Linked DNA regions of Hordeum vulgare: region 2 is linked to region 1. The links are chromatin contacts, called in public Hi-C maps. All regions are on one chromosome and are shown on one strand. Each heading gives the region's core, a stretch centred on a gene start, on an enhancer-like site or on the middle of the called end of the contact. The rest is flanking DNA. Distances are from core to core; before and after follow the strand shown. Region 1 holds the start of LOC123436460 (glycerol-3-phosphate acyltransferase, chloroplastic). Region 2 holds the start of LOC123436492 (phenylalanine--tRNA ligase beta subunit, cytoplasmic-like).

Evidence for each region. A called contact is a pair of places that touch in the nucleus more often than the background predicts.
Region 2: a Hi-C map of leaf shows a contact between it and region 1, with 4 times the contacts expected there. The contact joins the promoter of LOC123436492 here to the promoter of LOC123436460 in region 1. A contact is called at or near these places in 3 of 6 Hi-C or Micro-C datasets (leaf and seedling) and 1 of 1 datasets of contacts at active chromatin or transcription factors (embryo).

What each region holds. Positions count from the first base shown.
Region 1 is chr1H:357,315,555-357,320,574 of MorexV3_pseudomolecules_assembly, reverse strand. LOC123436460 (glycerol-3-phosphate acyltransferase, chloroplastic) reads left to right here and starts at 2,830. Exons shown (of 13, transcript XM_045115632.1): 1 at 2,830-3,284; 2 at 3,420-3,517; 3 at 3,612-3,698; 4 at 3,795-3,892; 5 at 4,538-4,595; 6 at 5,018-5,020. The coding sequence starts at 3,038.
Region 2 is chr1H:357,564,625-357,569,474 of MorexV3_pseudomolecules_assembly, reverse strand. LOC123436492 (phenylalanine--tRNA ligase beta subunit, cytoplasmic-like) reads right to left here and starts at 1,805. Exons shown (of 21, transcript XM_045115634.1): 1 at 1,682-1,805; 2 at 1,490-1,582; 3 at 1-19.

The sequences.
Region 1 (5,020 bases), core at 1,581-4,080:
ATCATAAATCCACAATTCATCGAATCTCGACAAATACACTGCAAAAGAAGATTACATCGGATAGATCTCCATGAAGATCATGGAGAACTTTGTATTGAAGATCCAAGAGAGAGAAGAAGCCATCTAGCTACTAGCTATGGACCCGTAGGTCTATGGTGAACTACTCACGCATCATCGGAGAGGTCATGGTGTTGATGAAGAAGCCCTCTGTATCCGAATCCCCCTCCGGCAGGGCACTAGAACGTGCCCCAGATGGGATCTTGCGGAGACAGAAGCTTGCGGCGGCGGAAAAGTACTTTCGATGATCTCCTGATTTTTTAGGGATTTTAGGGAATTTATAGGCGAAAGATCTAGGGCAGAGGAGGCCCAGGGAGCCCACAAGCCTGGGAGGCGCGGGCCCCCCTGGCCGCGGCTAGGGGGCTTGTGGGGTCCTTGCTGGCCCCCTGCCCTGATTCTCAGGCTTTCCGATCTTCTTCTGTTTCGGAAAAAATCTTTTTGGCAGTTTCGTTCCGTTTGGACTCCGTTTAAAATCCTCCTCTGAAAGGGGTCAAAAACATGGGAAAAACAGGAACTGGCACTTGGCACTGAGTTAATAGGTTAGTCCCAAAAAATATATAAAAGGCATACAAAACATCCAAAGTTTGACAAGATAATAGCATGAAACTATAAAAAATTATAGATACGTTGGAGATGTATCAACCAACGAGGGGAAGAGGGAGCTGGCCGGGCGAGGGACTGGAGGAAGGAGGGGGCCCGGTGCGCTGGGGTAGCGAGGGAGGCGGGGGAGCTGGTGCTCGCGCGAAGGAACAAGGGAGGGAGAGAGCGGGGCTAGCGAGGGGGAGAGGAACGAGGGAGACAACCTCGTGAGTGGCTCTGGCGTGAGCCTGGCGGCGGGGTGGGGAAGGAGTGGGGTGAGGGAGTGAGGCTAGGGTTTGGGCATGGGTTTAAATACCCCATGGGTAGGTATTAGGTGGGTGGGTGGTTTAGATGGGCTGGCTGGCCCAATTTGGGGTGGGGTTGTATTTTTTGTTTTGTTTTTGTTTCTGTTTTAGTTTTATTTTAATTTAGTGGATTTAAACACTTCTAAAATTGTTGATTTATCCAACATATTTAACTGTACATTATTTTCTATAATAGGAACATTTTATATTTCGTGTGTGATAATTTTAAATCTTGACATTGGATCGCACTTGAATTTGAATTTCGATTTGGATCAAATGAAGATTAGCAAAATGGATCATCACAACCCAAAGGTTACTGTAGTTCGATTCCATGGATTACTGTAGCACAAATTCGGGGATGTCACAGTGCCCCCTCGGGCACCGTGTTACGTTGATTCTTCTTCTCAAAATTCACATATATTCTATAAAAAATCGCGTGTAAACTTTTATTGCCTTTGGACTTTGTTTGATATGGAATTTCTTCAAAATAAAAAACACACAAAAACAGGAACTGACACTAGACACTAGGTAAGTAAGTTAGTCCCAAAGAAATAATATTAAATGTTGCCAAAAGTATATATAAATTGTATAATACTATCATGAATACTTCATAAATTATCGATACATTAGACATGTATCACTAGGTTCAATCCAAACGACCCGGTTCACAAAGAAACGAACGAAAAACTCACCTAGGCATTTCGTCGAACACTTGCAGTGCGGTGGAGGTGCATCGGCTGACCGGTGTCGTTGAGACCAAACATGCCGGCGACGACGAGAGAGAGTGACCTACAACATTTGCAAGCTAGGTGTGATGCGGCAGCGGACATAAAAAGTAGAAGCAACGAAGCAATCCGACGAATCAATAATGGTGACAACAACGGGGGCCGAATGGGCTCGACGTCAGGAAGAAGGGCGGTGGGGGGGGCAAGAGAGGCAATGGGGTAATAGCGAGGCCGACGGACGATTGCCGGGAGACACGCCGATGAAGAAGCAGGGCCGATGGTGACGGGAGGGAGAGTGCGGGTTTTTACTCGATCGCCGAATGATGGAGTATGTTTAGAAAGAAATTTGTGCCGGAGTAAAAAATCTAGTCCCTTACGACGAATAAAGGATCGACTAGGTGCCCGTTAGAGGATTAAAAGAAAGTTACTCTTCTAACCGGTTATAAGGGATCGATTAGAAATGGCATAAGTTGCTTTACTTTTAGGCAACAGTTACATGCGATTGCAACTAAAGTTGCTACCTTTTTTGTAAGTCTACCATAAAACACGTACGTGGATGTTCTTCGTGCAAAAGAAGTATTATCCAGCCATGATTTTTATTATCCATGTGCTTCTGTGCAAAATCGAAGGGAAAATGAGAGATGGACGAAGTTGCTCATCTGTTTTTATGAGGGAGTTGTAACTTGATGGAGTTGGACGAGATTCGTGCGTGCTCTATCAAGGGCCATGCCAATCTTTTTTTTTTACGCTGTAAAGAGAAAGCTTCCGATATAAAAATATATAGAAAAGAAGGATCCAAAGAAAGAAGAAAGAGAGTGGGGGTTGGTCCACGTGCTCTCGTCCGTTTTTTATGACAACTCTCCTCGGTCACCCCAACAACCGTAAGGGCATTTGTTAGCCGGGTCTTCTTTTTCACACATGAACATTTTCAACAAAAATGTGTCACAATATTACGTGAAAAGCCATAACTAATTTTTTGGTTATTCTCCCAAAAAGTTTGTTTGTTCCATTGAATATCCAAAGAAGAATTCAGGTTGTTAGGCAAAAAGGAGATTGAATGAAAATCGTGACAAATAGCATGATCCGCATAAAAGGCTAGATTCGGAGAGACGGGAGGAGAGGGACGTATGTGCAAAAATATAAAGCAGCGGTGCCAATGAGCTCGCACGAGAATCCTAATCCACTTGAAAATCCTTCTTTTCTCTTGCGTTGAGAGAAGAAACCAAGAAGCGAGAATCGGCACCGTTCCCGTCGCCGCCTCGTCGCCTCCGTCGCCCGTCTTCCTTTTCCGCCGATTCGTGCCCACCACCACCACTCTCCTTCCCACTGGCTAGGGTTTTCGGTTTCTAGAACCTCACGCCCGCCCGCTCCATGCAAGCCCCGCCGCTCGCCGCGCTCGCCGGAGGCGCCTGGGCCTCTCACCGACCTGCCATACTAGCGGCGCCGGCGGGCCTCCGCCGTCCCAGGCGCTGCGCCCTCCGGCTGCCCGCGTGGAGGGCGGCCGGAGGCGGCCGGGCCCCGCGGCTACCGGTCAAGGGCGCCGTGCTCGCCTCCGACACGGGGGCGGACGAGGAGGTCGCGGGGCCATCGCCCCTGCTCGACGTGCGCAGCGAGCAAGGTCTGCTGCTGCTCCCAAATGCATTTTTGACTCGCACATTTGTTCAGTCTCGTAGAGGAGTGATCCCGGAAATCGCATCTCATCTCGTTCCTTTTCATCATTCATATGAAACCATCAGTTGCATGTGGTGTGCAGAGTTCGTTCTACGCGTCAGGAAGGAAGTGGAGAGAGGGAAGTTGCGTCCAGATGTTGCTGACAACTTTGAAAACCTGTACTGCAATTACAAGAATGCGGTAAATATACTTCCTGTTTCCTCTCCGGTACAGTTAGATCCTTATTCAGTTATTACTCATGACGTATATTCTGTGATTGCTTTGGCGTGTTTAGGTGCTACAAAATGGGGATCCAAATGCATATCAGATCATGCTTTCCAACATGATGGATTTATTTGACCGCGTTCTGCTAGATGCAGAGGTCCTATTTCTATGCCCGTTACCTTCCCAATTCGCTCTCACATTTTCTCTTTGTTCCAAGATGCACTTTTACACCAATCTTCACGTTCTTTTGCAGAATCCATTTACGTTTCAGCCTTATCACAAGGCCATCAGAGAACCGTTTGACTATTACACTTTCGGTCAGAACTACATTAGGCCACTGGTAGATTTTAGGTAATGAAGAATCTGATCTGAGAACATATAAGAGGCTCATTTTGGTTCAATAATGTCATACGAAGTTTGCTGTTTGGTTCATATGGTGTCATACGAAGTTTGCTGTACTTCTCATGGACATCTTCTGTGTAAACAGGAATAGTGATGCATTATGCCTCATCAGACTCATTCATTACAATATATTACTCCTTTCACAGGGTGCATATTAGTTGTATTGCACATCTACTGTCACAGACCCTTACTTTTTTTGTTTTTGTCATTCATGTCCCTTCACAGTCTGTTGGACAAATGCATATTTAATATTCATGAATTTTGATGAAAATTCTGGATGCTGTGCACATATTTCCATTGTGCTGAGGAATTTATTTTGAAGGTGATAATAAATCTGTGCTTTAGATTGTAATGCACAGTATCTGACCTGCAATCTCCAGTTCCTGGAAGATGTATCTGCCCATTATATTGCAACAAGTAGTTAATTTGTTTTTACCTAACATTAGTCATAATGTATTTTCCGTCAACAGAACAGTGGTATTTGTTAACATATTCTAGTTTATTTTAATTACCATCACGTGTCAGGAGAGTTTCTACATTCATATGTATCCAAAATTGATCTTTGACCTATCAACATGGTTTCCTTATGCTCAGGAACTCTTATGTCGGTAACATTTCTGTATTCAGTGATATGGAGAAGCAGCTCCGGCAGGTGAACTTGTCTAACCTTCGTCATATTTTCCCATGAAATGTCAATCACTAGCTTCTTTGGCGTCAAACCTTTTTAGTGTTCTAGTAAATGCAGACCATCATGATCTTTTAAGAAGAAAAGCAGAAACCGCTATTATGAATCAGAAGATGGGTACCAGACTCCAAAGGTCACAAAATGGTCGAGAGAGATGTTGCTTACTTGGTGAAATAGAACAATGTAATCAAGTTTCCATATAGATGGCATCACCAGCCGATCCTTAAATTCTAGCAGAGAAAGCGTTTTAGTGCATCTTACCACGTGGCACCCCCAGCGCCATATATTTATGTATCTAACTTATGTTACTCTTTCAATTCACAATGTTAAATATTATTTACTGAATATGTGTAAGCAAAATATTTTCTGATTTTTTTATGTCATTGCAGGGT
Region 2 (4,850 bases), core at 556-3,055, 250 kb before region 1:
GACACGCGAGCCTGGTAACCTAGCAAGAACGGAGGGGGGAGCCCAATGAGGTGAAAGCACTGGCGAGAGGGGATTTGGACAGAGAGGTGGGGCGCGGGGCGTAGGGTTTTATCACGTGCAGTGGTCACACTTTCCTATCACGTGCAATGACTATTCGTTTTAAGGTGGCGTGGCTAAACGTGGATGCTGCATTAGGAGTCAGTTTTAGTTAGAATAATAATAATAATAAAGAGTGATGAGTAGCAAAAATACAAAGGTGATCATGGGTGCGTGCGCACCCATCATCAACAACAACAACCAAGCCTTTCAGTCCCAAACAAGTTGGGGTAGGCCGTGCGCACCCATATGAATAGTAAAAAAATACTAGAAAAATTTAAAGAATTCTGAAATTTCGCGGTAAGAAACTTAGTCAACCATTCTACTCACGTGGGAAGTTTCATGATGTATTGACACCCATGGTATTTTTAGTGAAGAAAATACAATTGTGGCCATACTATTCATCAAACAGTGTTTTTTAATATAGCTTCGGTTTTGTCAATTTTTGCCCATATTACCACGGATGTGATTTCTACGTGAAACTTGATACCCAAGTATACTGGTTGACTATGTATATTACAAAAATAAATTCCGATTTTTTTAATTTTTTTCCTAGGATTTTTAGAAAAAAAAATCATAAAGGGTGCACGCGCACCCATGTTCACCAAATCCGCGTCGGATGAGTGGTAGCAAGTCACTGAATTCTGGAATAGCTGCCAAATTTTGATCAAACTAGCCATTTAATACGTACTCCCTCCGTCCCATGATATAAGAGCGTTTTTTACACTACACTAGTGTCAAAAACGCTGGGAAATACACTTTGGTTCCTGATTGTATATGCACCCTATATGAGGATTTTTTTTAATAATTAATTAAAAATTCAAAATAGTTCCAAAGTATTTTTAGGTTAAACTTGACTTTGTTTTGCACTAGCATATAAATTTTCACGAAAACAAAATCAGCACTGACTTTTGGGCAAAAAAGACAAAATGTATTTGCTATTATGGGTCACTATTCATATTGTTTTGACCAAAAATTTGCTTTTTTAAAGAAGTCAAAGTATATTTTTATTTTTGTGGAATTTTTCTTACAAGTACAATGAAAGGTCAAGTTTATTTCAAAGATATTTTCAGAACTTTTTGACTTTTTGTTGAATTGCTTTTTTTTTGCTTGTAGGGTGTATATACACCCAGGTTCCAAAAGTTCCCCTCCCAAAAACGCTCTTATATTACAGGGAGGGGAAAACACAAAGCAATTATATCACATGACAAAGCGAACTGGAATGGAGATTGGCCTTCAAATATTTCTGTGCAATTATTACAAAACTAAGGGCAACAAGAATTAATTAAAATCATGTTTCAATCTATCAAGGCATTAATGCCGAGGGCCACGGCCACATTTTCTGTGGAATTTAAGCTTGAGTTGAGGACTTGAGATGGCTAGATGGGGGTACCTTTAGCTGAGGCGGGACGCCGAAGGACGCCAGTGTCGGGGTCGAGATCTGTCTGGACAAACGCGGTCACCGGCGCGCCGCCTCGCCGGTCAGCTGGACAGGTCAGCAGCCTGCAGATCAGCAAGGGAAGCAGCCAAGAAGGAGATGGAAGGGGAGTGATCGCTGCTGCTGCTGCTACTGCATGGGGCTCACCGGATGGGCAGGGGCGCAGGTCGAACGACACACCGGACGCTGGGCACGGCGCCCGGGCGGCGGGCGGCGGGATTGATAGGGTTCGACGGCCACGGGACGGCTGTTTTCTTGTCGTCAAAAACTCGCGTTTCTTTGCTCAGTCCCCTCGTCCAGTATTTGTTATTGGGCTGACTGGCCGAGGCCCAGCAGAAGAGGGGTAGGGAGAGTGGGCTGCGCCCCAGGCCGACTTCTTTTTCGGCTCGGGAATTTTCTGGGCTGCCTGGGACCCAGCTCCGCGACAACACTACACAAGCCCTAAGTGATCATTGGGTTTTCTCAAAACAAAAAACAAAAATCGTTGGGTCTGATTGCAAGGAAATAGTCACAAACATTATGGAAGGCAGAAAAAACAGCTCCTCTGTTATCGCGTTGGCCCTTCACTATGCTCGTGCAGCAGGGACAAGCAAGGACTTTCCAAAAATCAATAAGTGGCTGGTTTTCTATGCAAGACAACAAGTGTTGAATGTGGATGCATCTTTTTCAAAGGGTGAATATATCGATGCATGTGGAGCAATTATCCGTGATTACAAGGATACTTTTATAAGAGCTTCAACGGCAAGGTTGGAAAATGTAGCTGATGTCATCACAACCGAGGCAACGGCGCCACTCGAAGGACTCAAATTAGCTCATAATACTAGATGCTCTAATTTGGTGGTGAGAACGGATAATATTACGGTGGTGGATGCTCTTAATCAAAATGAAGTGCAATCCATGGTGGCAACGCCGGTGCTAGAAGATTGTCGTAGTATGTTAGTAGACTTCGGGAAGGTTACTATTGAGCATTGCATTAGAGAGTCGAATAATGTAGCTCATGAATTAGCTAGATGGGGAAGGACGACTAACCCTTCTGTTTGGAATGACGCTCCTCCAAACTTTATCATGAAATTGTTAGCGGACTATGTAGTTGTTATTTGATGAATAAAGTATGCTTTCTGTAAAAAAAACATTACAGAAGGCAGTGGAGGAAGGCATGCTCATATTAACCGCACCTAATCCGTGTCCTCACAACGATCTGCGTTTTCGATCGTCCATTTTATGATCTAGACGTTTATAGACGTGCGTGTGTACAACCATTTGTCCCGCATCTATCAAATATTGGCCCAACTGTCCTATGGGTTGTTGCTCCATAGGCCGAAACAAAGGCCTCTGATAAACTGGGTGGTCTTGCGGTTCATTCCAGCAAACTCGTATGTGTTTTGGTCAAGAAGTACTTGGGTTCTGTTTCGACACATGCAATTATTGAACAATTGAGTAGAAAGGTTGATGATAATGCAAAATGTTGGTTGTTTCCTATGCAATATTCACTTGCAGAGGACGAATTCACTACCTTTGTGGTGACCCTTTGGGCAGTATGGGGAGTGTGACGAAAAGCAATATATGAGGACATCTATCAAAGCCCGTTTGTTCTCCATAGTTTTGTGGAACATTACCTAGGCGAGTTGTGAGCAATCCAACCCAGGGTGACTCACGCATTTGTTTCAATCACTAACAGGTAAAACATAGTGGATTGCGTCGCTTGCTGAGCTAGCAAAATTAAATGATGTCGACGTTGTTGGAAGAGGAGGATCATGTGGAGCTGTGGGCGCCATTTGCACAGATAAAGTTGGCATATTCCTTGGTGCGTCAGCTATGTTTTTTCCAAAAACCTCTGAGTGGGCTACTCTTGAATCGTCGGCCATCAGGGAGACGTTGGCTTAGTGGATGATCTGTACGAGAGGAGCATTCAAGTGTGAGAGCACATATGCTCCCTTGGTGGTTTTGATAATTCATGACAACATACATTGTCTCTTGGACTAATACTTTTACCTAGTATATTCTAGGTATAGTACATATAGATGCTTTGGCTATAGGATTGTGAGAAGACGCCCCTTGATGCAAGGAAGGAATAGGATTGGCTCAAGCTTCAAGCAAGAAGACTCTTCATTTTATACTTTGTGAGAAATCATTTTGAGATCATAAGAAATCCAATACTATTAAAAGGGGATGAGGTATTATGGTGAGTTGGTTGCTCGAGTGCTTAAAGCTAGCCACCAAAAATACTAACCATTCTCCCACAAAATATCTCTGTCCAAACCCAAACCAGCAAAATCGGTGACACCGACAATTTCCATTCGGCCCTACCAGTTTTACACTTGACAGAACCTGTGCCAAACCCTACCATCTCGGTACCACCAACATTCCTATCGGTGCCACCGAGATTGTTTGACCAACTTTTTGTTGAGAGGATTTCAAGTTCCGGAATTTTCGAGTTTGAAATCGGACTCACCGATATTTGGAAACCAGTCTAGGTCATCGTATGGGTACCATCAAGATTGCTATATCGGTCTCATCAAGAATTCAAAAGTTGCCACATTTAGTGCAACTCGGTACCACCGAGATTCATTTCGGTGTCACCAAGTTGGGCAATAATGTTGTAGCAGTTGGATTTTGGGGGATGCCTATATATACCCCTCCACCTACCTCTCATTCGGAGAGGAAGCACTCAGAACACACATACACTTGCGAGACCCATATTTTTAGAGAGAGAGCCACTTACTCATGTGTTGAGATCAAGAGATTCCACTCCAACCATTTGAACCTTGATTTCTAGCCTCCCCAAGTTGCTTTCCACAAGATCAATCTCTCCTATCCGTAACAAATGTGTGAGAGAGTGATTGAGTGTTGAGGAGACTATCTTTTGAAGCACAAGAGCAAGGAGTTCATCATTCTACCACATCTATTACCTTTTGGAGGGTGGTGCCTCCTAGATTGGTTAGGTGTTGTGGAGTTGAATCAAGAAGTTTGTACGGGCAAGGAGATCGCCTACTTCGTGAAGATCTACCGTGAGTGAGGCTAGTCCTGTATGGACAGAAGACGTGGTGGAATAGACAAGGTCGCTTCTTCGTGGACCCCTTGTGGGTGGAGCCCTCCATGGACTCTCGCAGCCGTTACCCTCCGTGGATTGAAGTCTCCACTAACATGGACGTACGATAGCGCCACCTATCGAAACCATGCCAAAAATCGTCGTGTCAACTTCTTTACGTTTGATCTTCTTAAACTCTACTCCTTACTACATGTGCAATGTCTCTACTTTCCGTTTCCATATTTGTTGACTAGCATGTGTAGGGTGCAGTAGGCTTGTTATAATTGC